Regions from separate parts of the Mus musculus genome. Here regions 1 and 2 are each linked to region 3. A link is a contact called in public promoter capture Hi-C data. All regions are on one chromosome and are shown on one strand. Each heading gives the region's core, a stretch centred on a gene start, on an enhancer-like site or on the middle of the called end of the contact. The rest is flanking DNA. Distances are from core to core; before and after follow the strand shown. Region 1 holds the start of Eva1c (eva-1 homolog C (C. elegans)). Region 2 holds the start of Tmem50b (transmembrane protein 50B). Region 3 holds the start of Olig1 (oligodendrocyte transcription factor 1).

The links. Promoter capture Hi-C pulls out the DNA fragments that hold promoters and counts their contacts.
Region 1: a promoter capture Hi-C map of erythroid cells shows a contact between it and region 3, with 2.1 times the contacts expected there. The contact joins the promoter of Eva1c here to the promoter of Olig1 in region 3. A contact is called at or near these places in 4 of 39 promoter capture datasets (cranial neural crest, embryonic stem cells and erythroid cells), 1 of 484 Hi-C or Micro-C datasets (embryonic stem cells), 2 of 115 datasets of contacts at active chromatin or transcription factors (both in embryonic stem cells) and 1 of 9 other capture datasets (macrophages).
Region 2: a promoter capture Hi-C map of embryonic stem cells shows a contact between it and region 3. The contact joins the promoter of Tmem50b here to the promoter of Olig1 in region 3. A contact is called at or near these places in 1 of 39 promoter capture datasets (embryonic stem cells), 2 of 115 datasets of contacts at active chromatin or transcription factors (embryonic stem cells and large pre-B cells) and 1 of 9 other capture datasets (liver).

What each region holds. Positions count from the first base shown.
Region 1 is chr16:90,828,601-90,832,684 of GRCm38.p6, forward strand. It overlaps Eva1c (eva-1 homolog C (C. elegans)), which reads left to right and starts at 2,259. Exons shown (of 8, transcript NM_001199210.2): 1 at 2,259-2,832. The coding sequence starts at 2,673.
Region 2 is chr16:91,594,914-91,598,947 of GRCm38.p6, forward strand. Tmem50b (transmembrane protein 50B) reads right to left here and starts at 2,767. Exons shown (of 7, transcript NM_030018.3): 1 at 2,669-2,767.
Region 3 is chr16:91,267,662-91,272,041 of GRCm38.p6, forward strand. It overlaps Olig1 (oligodendrocyte transcription factor 1), which reads left to right and starts at 2,108. Exons shown (of 1, transcript NM_016968.4): 1 at 2,108-4,278. The coding sequence starts at 2,216. The coding sequence ends at 2,998.

The sequences.
Region 1 (4,084 bases), core at 1,009-3,508, 440 kb before region 3:
TTAGCTAAGCCTTCAGAACCTGAGTTGGGGCCTGTCAGAGTCTCTGAGGCAGGAGACTTCCATCTTTTGTGCCGACTTCTCTGCTCCAGACACCTTAGACTTCCCATTCTTCTGTGGAAGCATGCTCCTCTCAGAGTTTAACCTTCAGGTCCCTCTTTCTTCCTTTTTCATTATTATTATTATTGTTATTATTATTATTATTATTAATGTGTACATGTATGTGTATGCATGTGAGTGAGGAAACAGAGAGATATCCAATTCCCTGCAGTTATAAGCAGTTGTGAGCTGCCAGATGTGGGTGCTGGGAACTGAACTCAGGTCCACTGCAAAAACAGTCAATGCTCTTAACCACTGAGCATCTCTTCAGCTCAGGTTTCTCTTTCCAAGATCACACACCTCCAGATCACTGGTCTTGTTGGCTCGAATGTTGTAGTCAACTCTTCCTGTCTTTTCCATCTGTCTAATGATAAACATTTCCCTAATGTCTACACTCCCCGCCCCCAGCCTGCCTCTCACTCTCCTGTGCTCTTTAAGCTCCTTGTCTTTTGTGAGGATTCATTCACTTGGTGTGGTTGGTCCAAGGTCTTGTCTTCCCTGGTATAGTGATGACTCCCGTGGACCGAATACCTTCTGTGTGTCTCAGGCTGTTTCACACACATCTCCTGCATCACCTGGTCACAGCCTGACAATATGGACGCATGGAGATGCACTCACAGTGTCAGAGACATCTGGAAGCTTCTACAGCCCCAACAGCACAATGCTGCCTGCCCCCATCCCTCAGGGAGCACGGTTCCCTTACTGGGCCCGCATCTTCATGCCCTGCCAAAGAACCTGACACACACTGGTAGCCAATCTAGATCTAGATGAGGGGATAAGATAGACGAATAGGAGGGACCCGAGGTCTGCACACTCTTTCTCCAGTGGTCTTTGTGAATTGAGCAACCTTACCTACTCTTCCAGCCTTAGTTTACCCAACATAAGACGTTCATATTAAACTTATATCCCATGATTATTGAGGCTGTGTTTTTAAAAAAGATTGTGTGTGTGTGGGGGGGGGGGCAGAGTAGAGTTCGAGTTCGTGGGTCCCCTGAGAGAGATTCAGGGTGGTTGCAAGCTGCCAGCGCTGGGTGCTGGAATCTGAACTAGTGTCCTCTGGAAAAGCAGCAAGTTCTATTAACCGCTGAGCCATCTCTCCAGCCCAAGGCTATGCAAACTGGGTCTCTCCATACAAACACCAGTATTTAGCATTTTCTTCCCACCCTCAGGATCTCAATTTGGGCGACCTAGCCCCCCGAAGGATGTGTGGCTGTCATCCTCCTAGAATCTAGTGGTCCAGCTCTGAGACAGTGCCACAGGGAGGCAGAGTGTCCTCTTGTTCTGCTGGCCTGGCCTCCGCACTCTGAGCTCTGCTCCCAGAGCAGGGCGGGGCTGGAAGCCTAGACCCGCCCTTGGGCCTCATTATCTACGTTTCCGCGTCAGGCGCGCTGGGTGAACTTGGCAAGCCCTCCCGGCGGTGGATGGGGAACACTTTGTGCCGAGCGCCCGCCCGCCCGCCGGGCCCTCCTCCTTCCCACCGGCGCCGCGGGGCCTGGACGCCTGCGCTGTTCTTAGGTCTGGGGTCTCTCGAGTGCCTAGCACCTGGCCCCGCAGCTCTGGACTCCCGCTCATCGTCCCTGGTGTCATCACCGATCTATTGGTCTACGGGTGTCCAAATGCGTAGACACCGCACGTAGTCAACAGGGTCATATAGATGCCGTGGCCCATTTTAAAACAAAGCTCAATTATAAGCGCTCAGCCGCTGTTTATTCCAGCCCAGTTTCAGATCCCCGAGGGCTGCTGTCAACTAGCACCCACAGGAAGCTCCATCCGAGCAAAAGGAACCTGGCTCGGAGCCTCGTGACTGGTTTGAGACTACCAGCTCCCTCAGGTCCGGACTGCTAGAGCCTAGGCAGATTTCTATGGTGGGCAGAAAGTTGAGGACCCAGTCTCCCATTCAGTGCGATCAGACGTACTGCGTGCTTGGTGGCTGAACAACAAGCGCTGAAGGTGGCAGAGACGGTAATGTCTCTATCTCCGGGACCTCACCTCCCACCCCCCTTCCCACGATCTCCGCTCCCCTCTAGCCAGGGCTGTACGCTGCTGCCTTGGTTCTAAAGTGCGTCACGGACGGGCACCAGCCGCGCTGCTCCACCGGCCTGGGTGAGGTTGGCGCCGAGCCAGCGCAAGCTGAGCCAGCAGCTCTTGACCATCACCCCGCCTAGAGACACCGGCGTGGAAAGCGCTCAAGCTGCGCAGCATCGGGTCGCTGCTGGAGACGCTCTCCGCTTTGGGCTCGGCGCCCCCGATCGGCCTCGGCCAAGCTCCGGAGCACGAGGTGACACCCCCTAAACTCCCTAGGCTGGCTCCCTAGGTTCATGGAGCCAGGAAGATTTCTTCTGAAGAAACTACGCCTCGGCCTCCCTGGGATCCTCGCCCCGCCCCGGGTCTCCGCCCCCTCCCCTTGGCTGGGGATCCCGGACCCGGCGGCGACCGCCTAAGAAGCTCCAGCAGCCTGGACAAGGAGGCGGCAGGGGGCCGGGAGCTGGTGGCTACAGACTCGCCCCGCCATGTGACGCGGTCCTCCTTGCCTGCGATCCCAGCGCCAGCGCCCGCGCCCAGCCGCGCCGCGCATCATGCTCCTGCCAGGACACCCGCGTCCACCACCCGCGCCCCAATCGGCGCAGAATCAGGGCCTCCGCAGGCAGGTAGAGCCTCCGGGGCAGCTTCTGCGCCTGTTCTACTGCACGGTCCTAGTGTGCTCCAAAGAGACCTCCGCGCTCACCGATTTCTCTGGTAAGAGCGCTCTTGCTTGCCTCGAGCCCGCGTTCCCCTAGCTGTTGCCCAGGTGAGTGGCCTCTGCATGGGGCACTACCTGGTTGGATTAAAGTTGAAGTGTTCTCCCTAACTAGTTATCTTGCCTCGTGGGAGCCCTTGGCATCTAGGTGGTGGTAGCAGGGAAGTCAGCCCTTATTAAGGCCGGGCTTATTTCGAGTTTCTCTAGGCTCTCTTGACTTTTGTTAGTTTCCTGGGCATCGGCGACGCAGCCCTGACCTTTGCATGTTCACCAGAGGACCCCTAAGCTGAGCCCGGACCCCTAAGCTGAGCCCGGACCCCTAAGCTGAGCCCGGACCCCTAAGCTGAGCCCGGACCCCTAAGCTGAGCCCGGTACCACGCCCAACTCTGGAAGATTGCCGTGGTCTGGACGAAGGGTTGCACTTGGCTGGCCACTCACACGATAAGGGTGCGTCCCAACCAGACTCCAGGGTACCCATGTAAGGAGACTTGTCCAGGGCACGTTGGACAGAAAGTCCAAGCCAGCCTCGAGGGGGGGAGCCTGGGAAGACTGGAGGTCTGGTGGAGATGCCCGGAGACTGATAGAAGCTGACAGAACAGAGACTGGACTCAGAGGCATGACTCTCCAACAAAAGGTGGCAGCACCCCCCCCCCAACACACACACACACACACACACACACACACACACACACACACACACGACTTTCTCCTGCCAAGTCAAAGATCAATGTGCTCTTTGGCGAATTCCTACCTGACCTCTGAGCAAAATACCTTAGCAAGGTGTGAGGCAAGGCTGCAGGTGGCAGTTAGTTGTGGGGATGGTTTTTAGAATCCATGCTCAAAGTGACAAATGTCTTTACCACTGCAACCGCCCCGGATCTCCATGTGCTCGGCATCTTTCTCCATCAACCCCAAGAAGCATCTATCTCTACCTACATCCTTTCTCTTGGGACCTTCTGCCTAGCTCAGGCTGGGCACAGACTCTAGCAACCCCCTTGCTACCGTTTTTTTTTTTTTTCTTTTCTTTTTCAGCATAATTGTGGTAAAGTCACCTGTCTGCTCCGCTCTGTTCTGCTCGTGTGACAGACTACTAGGCAAAGAAACTGGAAGTGCAGACTTGAGCTGGGTTTCTGGTTTGCTTACAGAGAATGTCATTCATTGTTAGCTGAGGTCAGAGGTTCTTTGCTTAGAATATTTAATATCAAGGCAGTGTTCTTGCCCGGCCAAGGAAGCCAAGATATGCCTGTTTGG
Region 2 (4,034 bases), core at 1,517-4,016, 330 kb after region 3:
GTGGCACTTCTCTGTGATGAGTGGGGAAATGGCCCAGGGTCTGAGGAGTGCTTAACAGCAGCCCAGGAGCAGGTCAGGGTGGGGCGAAGCTGCAGAACCTAGAGAGAATCTATTAGCCAACTGTATCAATCAGGGCGAGGAAGAGAACCGAAGCAGGGCCTCAGGGGCTCACAAACGGTCACCTCTCAGCAAACCCCAACAGCCTTTGAGCACCACTAGAGAGGGTAAACCCCTCAACCTAATGCATGCTACAGGAGAGAGCCAACCCAGGGAGGAACGCTAAGGAAGCCAGCTGTGCCCTGAGGCAGAGCATGGCAGGCCAAATGGAAGCAGCGCACAGCCCCAACTGCTCTGGCAGCCTCCAACCTGTGCTGATGGCCCTGGAGCCTGGCCCAGAGTCCTCCCTCCCTCCAATTGGCAGGGCTGGCTTCATCTTGATGGCACGCTGATGCCTTCCTCCTGTAAGCCCTGAGACCCACTGGGCCTTGCCTCACAGAGAGCAAGGTTTGACTGTGATGGACCCTGGAGAGTGCAGACAAGCTGCGGGTGAACAAAACGCAGGAATGACTGTATCTGCTGTCCTTCCAGCCCTTGGAATGGAGCCCTCCAGATGCCCTGGCTAGGCCCAGCTTTGGTGTTTAGGACTCTCTCCTACAAGGTGAAGCAACCAAAATGTCTATCAGTAAGAGACCAAAAACACATTATTGTACATCCAAATAACAGCACACGGCTTTTGAAATTGTATATATGTGATCCTGTGTGGAGTGCATCTGAGTGCAGGTGCCCACAGAGGCCAAAGTCATGGGATTCCCTGGAGTGTGAGTTTCAGGGGAGCTGTGAGTCTGATGTGGCTTCAGTCAAGAAACTGAACTTGGGTCCTCTTTCATAGCAGGGAGCACTCAACCTCTGAGCCACCTCTCCAGCCCTCTTAGCAACTTTTAAAATTTTAATTAAAAAAAAAAAAGATTAGTCTACATACATCAATGTGTAAATGTGTCATTATCTGTTGCCAAATAGCATTGTGTTATGATGGCCTCCTTAAGAGTAGAACTGGGGGGCTGTCGAGATGGCTCAGTGGTTAAGAGCGTCGACTGCTCTTCTGAAGGTCCCGAGTTCAAATCCCAGCAACCACATGGTGGCTCACAACCATCCGTAACAAAATCTGATGCTCTCTTCTGGAGTATCTGAGGACAGCTACAGTGTACTTACATATAATAAATAATTAAAAAAAAAAGAGTAGAACTGGGACATAAAGAGTGGAGAGTGAAGGAGAGAATTTTGAGGAACTCCCCCAGCCTTTTTTTCAAGACAGGGTTTCTCTGTATAGTCCTGGCAGTCCTGGAACTGGAGCTGTAGACAAGACTGGCCTCACCTGCCTGAGTGCTGGGATTTAAGGCGTGCTGGAGGGTTTCACTTTTTATTTGCTGTTTCTGTATTGTCTGAAAACTTTACTTGATAATCTTCTTCAATGTTTATTACATTAAAAGACACATAAGGACTAAGCAAGATTGATTCTTTAATCAATTGACCCCAGTAGTGAATTTAGAAAACCAAAACCAAAACCAAACAACGCAATAGCGTTGAAGGCTGCTGTCTAGCTGATAGAGGAAGAATGGGGAGGATCAAAGGGTGTGTCTCCTGAAGAGGAAAAAACTACATCCTCACCCCGTTCCGATTAAACCTGCTTTTCTTGAAGCATCGCTATGCAAATTAACCTCTGGGTTTCATTTTTAGGATCAGGAAGTCTTTGAACACTATGCTCGTTTAAGTGTTTAAATTGCTTGGCTCTGGTTTTTGGAAGCCGCACACAGGTAGAAAAGACAAACGAGAAAGGAGGATGAGAAGCCTGGGAATAAGCGCCCCTGGAATTATCTAGAAATGGGATTTGTGGTACAAATAGGGTGAAGAGTTGGAGCGCGAAGGATGCACGGGGGGGTAGGGGGGTGGATGTTGTTGAGGGTGAGCATATCTACTCCAGCGAGAGGTTTGAATTCCCACGCCCCTCCTCCCATCGCAGCAGCAAGGTGGAAGAGCGAGCCCAGCCCTCTGCTGCTACGGTCGGAAAGGTCACGTATCTACCCACCTCTCAGGCTCAAGTACCTTCCAGTGGTGAAAACCAACTTACTGGCTAAAGACCAAAATGGCCTAGCCTACAACGACCACTGCTCTGCTACTTCTCTGAAAAGGCCACTCGCCACTTAGGATGAATTCCCAAAGACTTCCCTCCCTCTCCTCCCTCTCCTCCCTCTCCTCCCTCTCCCCCCAGCGCTTGCAGGATGGAGGGGAAAGTCAAGGATACAAGGACAGTTCCTGGCAACGGCTCCGAGCAAACGGGAGGGTCGCTCGTCCCCAGACGCTCGTGGGGCCTCGGTGGCGGCTGCGGCGGTGCCCCACAGGACCTCCATCCCCTACCGATCGCCTTGGGGACCTCCCCAGACTCAGGACGAGATGCGCGGCGGAGCGGCCTGCCTCGGCTGAGCGCGGGTCACGGCGGCGTCAGGGCCACGGGGCGCCGAGAGGACGCGGGCGCAGGCCGGGCCCCGCCGGTCGCCCGCGCGCTCCTTGGCACCGACACGGGCGGCGCCACAGAACCTCAGGCCGCGCCGGGCCGGCGCCCTGCGTTCGATCGGCAGATCACAGAAACCCGAGACCTGCCAACCGCACTCACCCGGCTACCTGCGAAGTCTACACCGAGCCCAGGCAGGAGCAGGGACGTCGAGGGCGCGCGTCTGTCCGGGAAGCAGCGGCCCGATCAACCTCAGTCCGGGAGCCGGGGGCCGGCGGCGGGCGGGAGGCCAGGGCGCCGGTGGGGCGGGGGCGAGGCGCCGTGCGCACCGCAGGAACCAATGGGATTGCAGCAAGTGGCCTGCGTGGGCGGGGCATAACCCCTGGAGGCGGGACCGGGACCTCAGAGGCGGAACGGGGCTGGACCCGTGCGCTCTGCGGAGACCAATCATAGTGCGACCGATTAGATAGAGGGCGGGGCTTGATTCCTGAGGGCGGGGCTGGCGCGGTGCTCTACCTGCGTCCTGGAGCTGAGGTCCGGACCTCTCCTGCTGCGGTTTGCGGTAGTAGTGTAAACTCAAGCGCCTCAGCATCGGTGAGAGCACCGGTACGGGGAACCCAAGCCTATTACGCAAGGTCCTCTTGCATATCAGCAGTTGAGCATTGTTCACCAGCTGCCGAGAGTCGAGAACGCACTCCAAGACGTTCAAAAACCAAGACCTCAGAAGATGAAGTTACAGGTCCAGGGATCCCAGTCAGTACTGGTTTTCTGAGGGTACCCGCAAAGCAAAGCTACATAGCTATTTCAGCCTGATTCCTTTTTCCGTCTATCCAAATAGATTTTTGGCTTGTTTTGGGAGCAAATCTTTACTTATCTCCTTTAGAGATACTGCCTCTGGATTTTTCAGCATAACTTCAAAAACCACATTTCCTACAGAATATAAATGCAGTTAAAGAAAGATGCAAAGTCCAAGTTACTACTACATTGAAGGTAAAAACACACTTCACCTAGATAGAGTAAAGCAAAAAGATTTTTGTGTCACGTAACTGTCACAAATGACATCCTGGATCCTGTTACTCCTGTAGTTCTTGTATATAATCTAGGATTTAGGTATTCAATAAATATTCACTGCATAAATTCCTTTTTGGAGTATGGGATTATGCACACACACTAACAAGCAAGAGGGGCAGCAGAAGGGAACATCTTTAGGTATCTGTCCCAGAGCTAGGGAATGTAGTTCAGTTGGTACATTATTTAGCCTTAAATACATAAGGCTCTGGCTTGTATCCCAAGCATCATATAAACAGGTGTGGTGATACATGCCTGTGATCCCTGCATTCCAAAATGTCTCAGCTTGGGTATGATCATGGTCTCAAGCATATTTCTATTTCCAGTCAGACTGGATTACACAGCAAATTCAAGACCAAACCGAGCCGGGCGTGGTGGCGCACGCCTTTAATCCCAGCACTTGGGAGGCAGAGGCAGGTGGATTTCTGAGTTCCAGGCCAGCCTGGTCTACAAAGTGAGT
Region 3 (4,380 bases), core at 858-3,357:
GAGGAGGACCCACATCTGCTGTTCTGCAGGTAACAACAATCACTGTTGTGCACCTGAAGCAACGAGTGTACAACTGGAGATGCATTTTATTCTGACCCTCATTTTATTATCTAATTCACAGTGACATAACGGCCTGATGCCACTTATTGGTCAGTGGGTTTTTAGATACCGTACAACTCTTCCTGAGGGACAGTTCAGGACTCTGACAAGCTGCAGGTGTATGCCCCACTTGTGTGCAGGGATGCCAGCTTCCACAAGGAATCCCATTGTGCTCGAGAAATATTTGGTACCCCCCTCAACAGGTAGGAATGTCGGGTGTTATGTTCTTTCTGATCAGAGGCCAGAGTGGGGTTTGCTTAAGGAAGAGTCAAGTCACTGATAAAAACAGCTCACATCCCTTTGGGGAAGGATGAGATGTTTTGTAACCCCAAAGACTCCTTCATCCTTGTAGACCTGTGGATCAGAGAGCTGGGGTGAAAGTAACGGAAAGTAACCATCCTACGCCCTGGTCAGGTAGACACACACATAGGAGCATTGTCCTAATAGCCCTGAGGTTGAAGCCACCCTCTGTGAGCTCAGATAAAGGCGGTGGTTACAGGAAATGTAAGACGTCCCTGGGAAGTGTAGTGAGCTATTTGGCTTTTTCAGCAGGAAGAATTCAGGCTGGGACTGCGTGGCTCTGTGGGTAGGGTGCTTGCCCTGTGTGCACAAAACCCTGGCTTCAGATCCACACCAGTGCATAAACTGGGCACGGTGAGTGAGTGCTTGTATTCCCAGGATCCGGGAGGCAGAGACAAGGAGGATCTTAAGTTTAAAGTTATCTTTTAATAAACACGGAGTGGGGCCCGACCTTGGATACAGGAGGAGAAGAATCGAGATGCGCGCTATATCTGACATGGATGAAGCCTGAACACATGCTAAGTCACCAAAATGAACAATGAGCCACTAAAAGACAAATACGACTGTGTATATGGGAGACAAATACGACTGACTGCCTATATGGGATTCCCAGAGAAAACAAAGTCACGCAGACACACCCCACCCGGGGTGATATTTACCAAGGTGGAGAAGTGGTTGTTTGTCAACTGGATATACCTGAAAAGAGGGAACCTCAAATGAGAACACTGACGTCACCAGATCAGCCTGGTGGACTCCTCGCTGATGCATTTTCTTTATTAATAATTGATGTGGGAGGGCCCAGCGCACTGCGAGCTGGCACCATTCCCAGCAGGTGGGCCTGTGCTCTATAAGAAAGGTAACCCGATCCTGCGATCCTGCGCCTGCAGAAGGAAGCAGGTTAGAGCTCCCCTCAGTTGGCTACTCTTGGTTCTTGCCTCTGTGCCTGCTAACTTCCTGAGTTCCTGAGCTAACTTTCCACAGTGAGGAGCTGTGATTGGCAGGTGTCAGCCAAGGGAACTCCCCCCCCTCAGTTTCTTTTGGTTCCAGTGCTTATCACAGCAGTGAGAACTAAGACAAGCAGAGGGGGTTTTCTCTTTAATGCTTACCAAGAGTTAGAGTTGCTGTTTTGATGGTTTAAGGGTTTAAGTTTTGCAAAAAGCAAACAAGTCCTGGCCATCTGTTGCAAAATCGTGTCAACAGTCAGGCGTTTTAACGACTGAACTGCGCACTCTGGGATGGTTACGTTTCATGTTATGAATATTAGACTGCATTTTTATAACAGCCAACCTCTCACTTTGGAGCCCAGATTGGCCTCCTCTCCTTCCTGCTTCAGTAGTTCCCAGCGATGGGATTACTGGCTGATCACATTTTACAAGGACAAATGTAACTATAAAAAGGGATGGCAATAGAGCTCGAGAGATAAAGGGAGGCAAAAGCCATTTTAGCCTGACCAGCTGAACTAGAATTCGGAAGGAACAATGTTTTGCCCTAAAGCTCCCTCCCTTGCCCTCCCAGGGCGGGCGCTGTGGCACCCGCGCAGGCGCCCCACGATAACCCTCTCTGGCAACTCTGGCTGTACCTCTGCTCAGGCGACCAATGAACACTCGCCTGTGGCCAAGCTCACGCCTCCATTGGCTGCACCCCGCCAACCGCGGTCCTCGCAGGTTCCCAAGCCGGGTTTAAAGGTGTCAGGCGCGCACGGCCCCTCACTGTCATCCGCCGGCACGCAGGTCCGCGGGGAGGGCGATCTGCCGACCGGCCCACCCCTGGGCGTTAGTGAAGGGCGCCCCGGGTCGCCCCACAGCCCCCGCCCCAGATGTACTATGCGATTTCCCAGGCGCGTGTGAACGCGGCTCCCGCGACCATGTTGCGGCCACAGCGGCCTGGAGACGTGCAGCTCGGGGCCTCGCTGTATGAGCTGGTGGGTTACAGGCAGCCACCTATCTCCTCATCCTCATCCTCATCCTCTTCCACCGCATCCCTTCTCCCCAAGCCTGCGCGCGAGAAGGCCGAAGCTCCGCTCGCTGAACCTCGGGGACCTGCGCCAGAGTCCGGGGGCGCCCGGGCCGACGCCAAAGAGGAACAGCAGCAGCAGCAGCTGCGGCGCAAGATCAACAGCCGCGAGCGGAAGCGCATGCAGGACCTGAACTTGGCCATGGACGCGCTGCGCGAAGTTATCCTACCCTACTCGGCAGCGCACTGCCAGGGCGCGCCGGGCCGCAAGCTCTCCAAGATTGCCACGCTGCTGCTCGCCCGCAACTACATCCTGCTGCTGGGTAGCTCGCTGCAGGAGCTGCGCCGCGCGCTCGGCGACGGTGCGGGACCCGCCGCCCCGCGCCTGCTCCTCGCTGGCCTGCCTCTTCTGGCTGCCGCGCCGGGCTCTGTGCTGCTGGCACCCGGTGCCGTGGGACCCCCCGAAACGCTGCGCCCCACCAAGTACCTGTCTCTAGCGCTCGACGAGCCACCGTGCGGCCAGTTCTCTCTCCCAGCTGGTGGCGCGGGTAGCCCTGGCCTCTGCTCCTGTGCGGTGTGCAAGTTCCCGCATCTGGTCCCCGCCGGCCTGGGCTTGGCAGCGGTGCAGGCCCAGTTCTCCAAGTGAGGGCTGGCTGGGCCCGGGGCGGAGCGCGACCTCAGCCAATCTTCCCGCGCCCCCGCGTCCTGGATCTAGGCAGAGCTGGCCCCAGAAAGGAGGACATTTCCAGACTTCTCTCCCAGACGACAGACTGTAGGGCGCCTTCTTCCCCGCCCCCACTCCCTGGCAATTAAAATAACCCAAGCGGGTGTTCCAAGGAGCGATGTAGTTGCTTGGGATTCTAGATGAATCCCACCTGTTTAGAGCCAGAAGTCTTCGCATCCCCACCACAACTCACCCACTGGCAGGGGTGACAACCCCCACCACCGCGGGCTATTCTCGTATCCGTGAGCATCGCGGAGTCGGGGAGGACGGTAGCCGGCCGGTGCGGTATAAGGGGGTTGCCCTGGGTGCAGCGAAAGGCTGCCCCCAGCTTGGTTTCCTGGCATGCTTCCGCTCCCTGGCCTAAGAGCTGCTCCCCAACAGTGTCTACCCAGAGGGGCGTCCTTTCCTTGTCCAGGGCCTGAGCGCACAGGCTCCCTTGCTCTCTCCAGCCAAACCATGCGGATCTAGGAGGTCTAGAAAGCCCAGGCCACCGGTACAAACATCAAGGGTGTTACGGATGGGCCGCTCTGGAAAGCCCAGGGTTTCCGAGCTGGATGTTACGCGGGTGCGCTCGGTTACCGCGCTCGGTGGTTGGGGATGCGAAGTGGAGAGGTTCCTCTCCACTCCCAGTTCTGTTTTTCAGGCTCGCCCAGGTGTTTTGTTGCAGTTTATGCTCCTTAAAACCTAAAACCCTTACTTAGTCTCCACTTCCCTAAAGGTAGCTTAACCAACGTTTGAGCTTGCTTGAAAACAAAATTCCAACCACGTTCCATGCCATCGGTGTTCGGACTTACTAAAATAGGTAGCAAGGCACGTCGTAGCGCAGGCTTATAAAATTCGGTCATTAACGTTCTCATTAAAGTAAGCGGAGTTGGGCGAGGATCCCAAACCGCCTACCCGCCGCGCTGCAGGCGGGAAGGCGCTGGCACTTCACAGGCTGGTCCTTAACCACAGCAGTGCGGCTGAAGAACTCCGTGGACGCGTGCGCGCGTGGGTGCCGCGTCTTGGCTTGTGACTAGCGTTAGGAAATTACCCAAGATTATTGCATAATCTTCACCAGCTTGCTTTGATTCTTTTTTATGTTGGAAGTTTTGGGTTGTTGACAGTAGCCGAATTTAACTGGCATTTTATTTGACCTCTAACTCTGTCCCTCCTGAACTGTACAGAAATCACAAAATAAAACGTCAACAGTTGAATTTTTACGTTTTTCGTCTGTTTGTTGAATAAAAATGTCCTTGTGTCCTGTTAGAGTCACAACGTAAGAGTGAAATCACAATGACTGGGTTTCCACATTTTAAAACTTG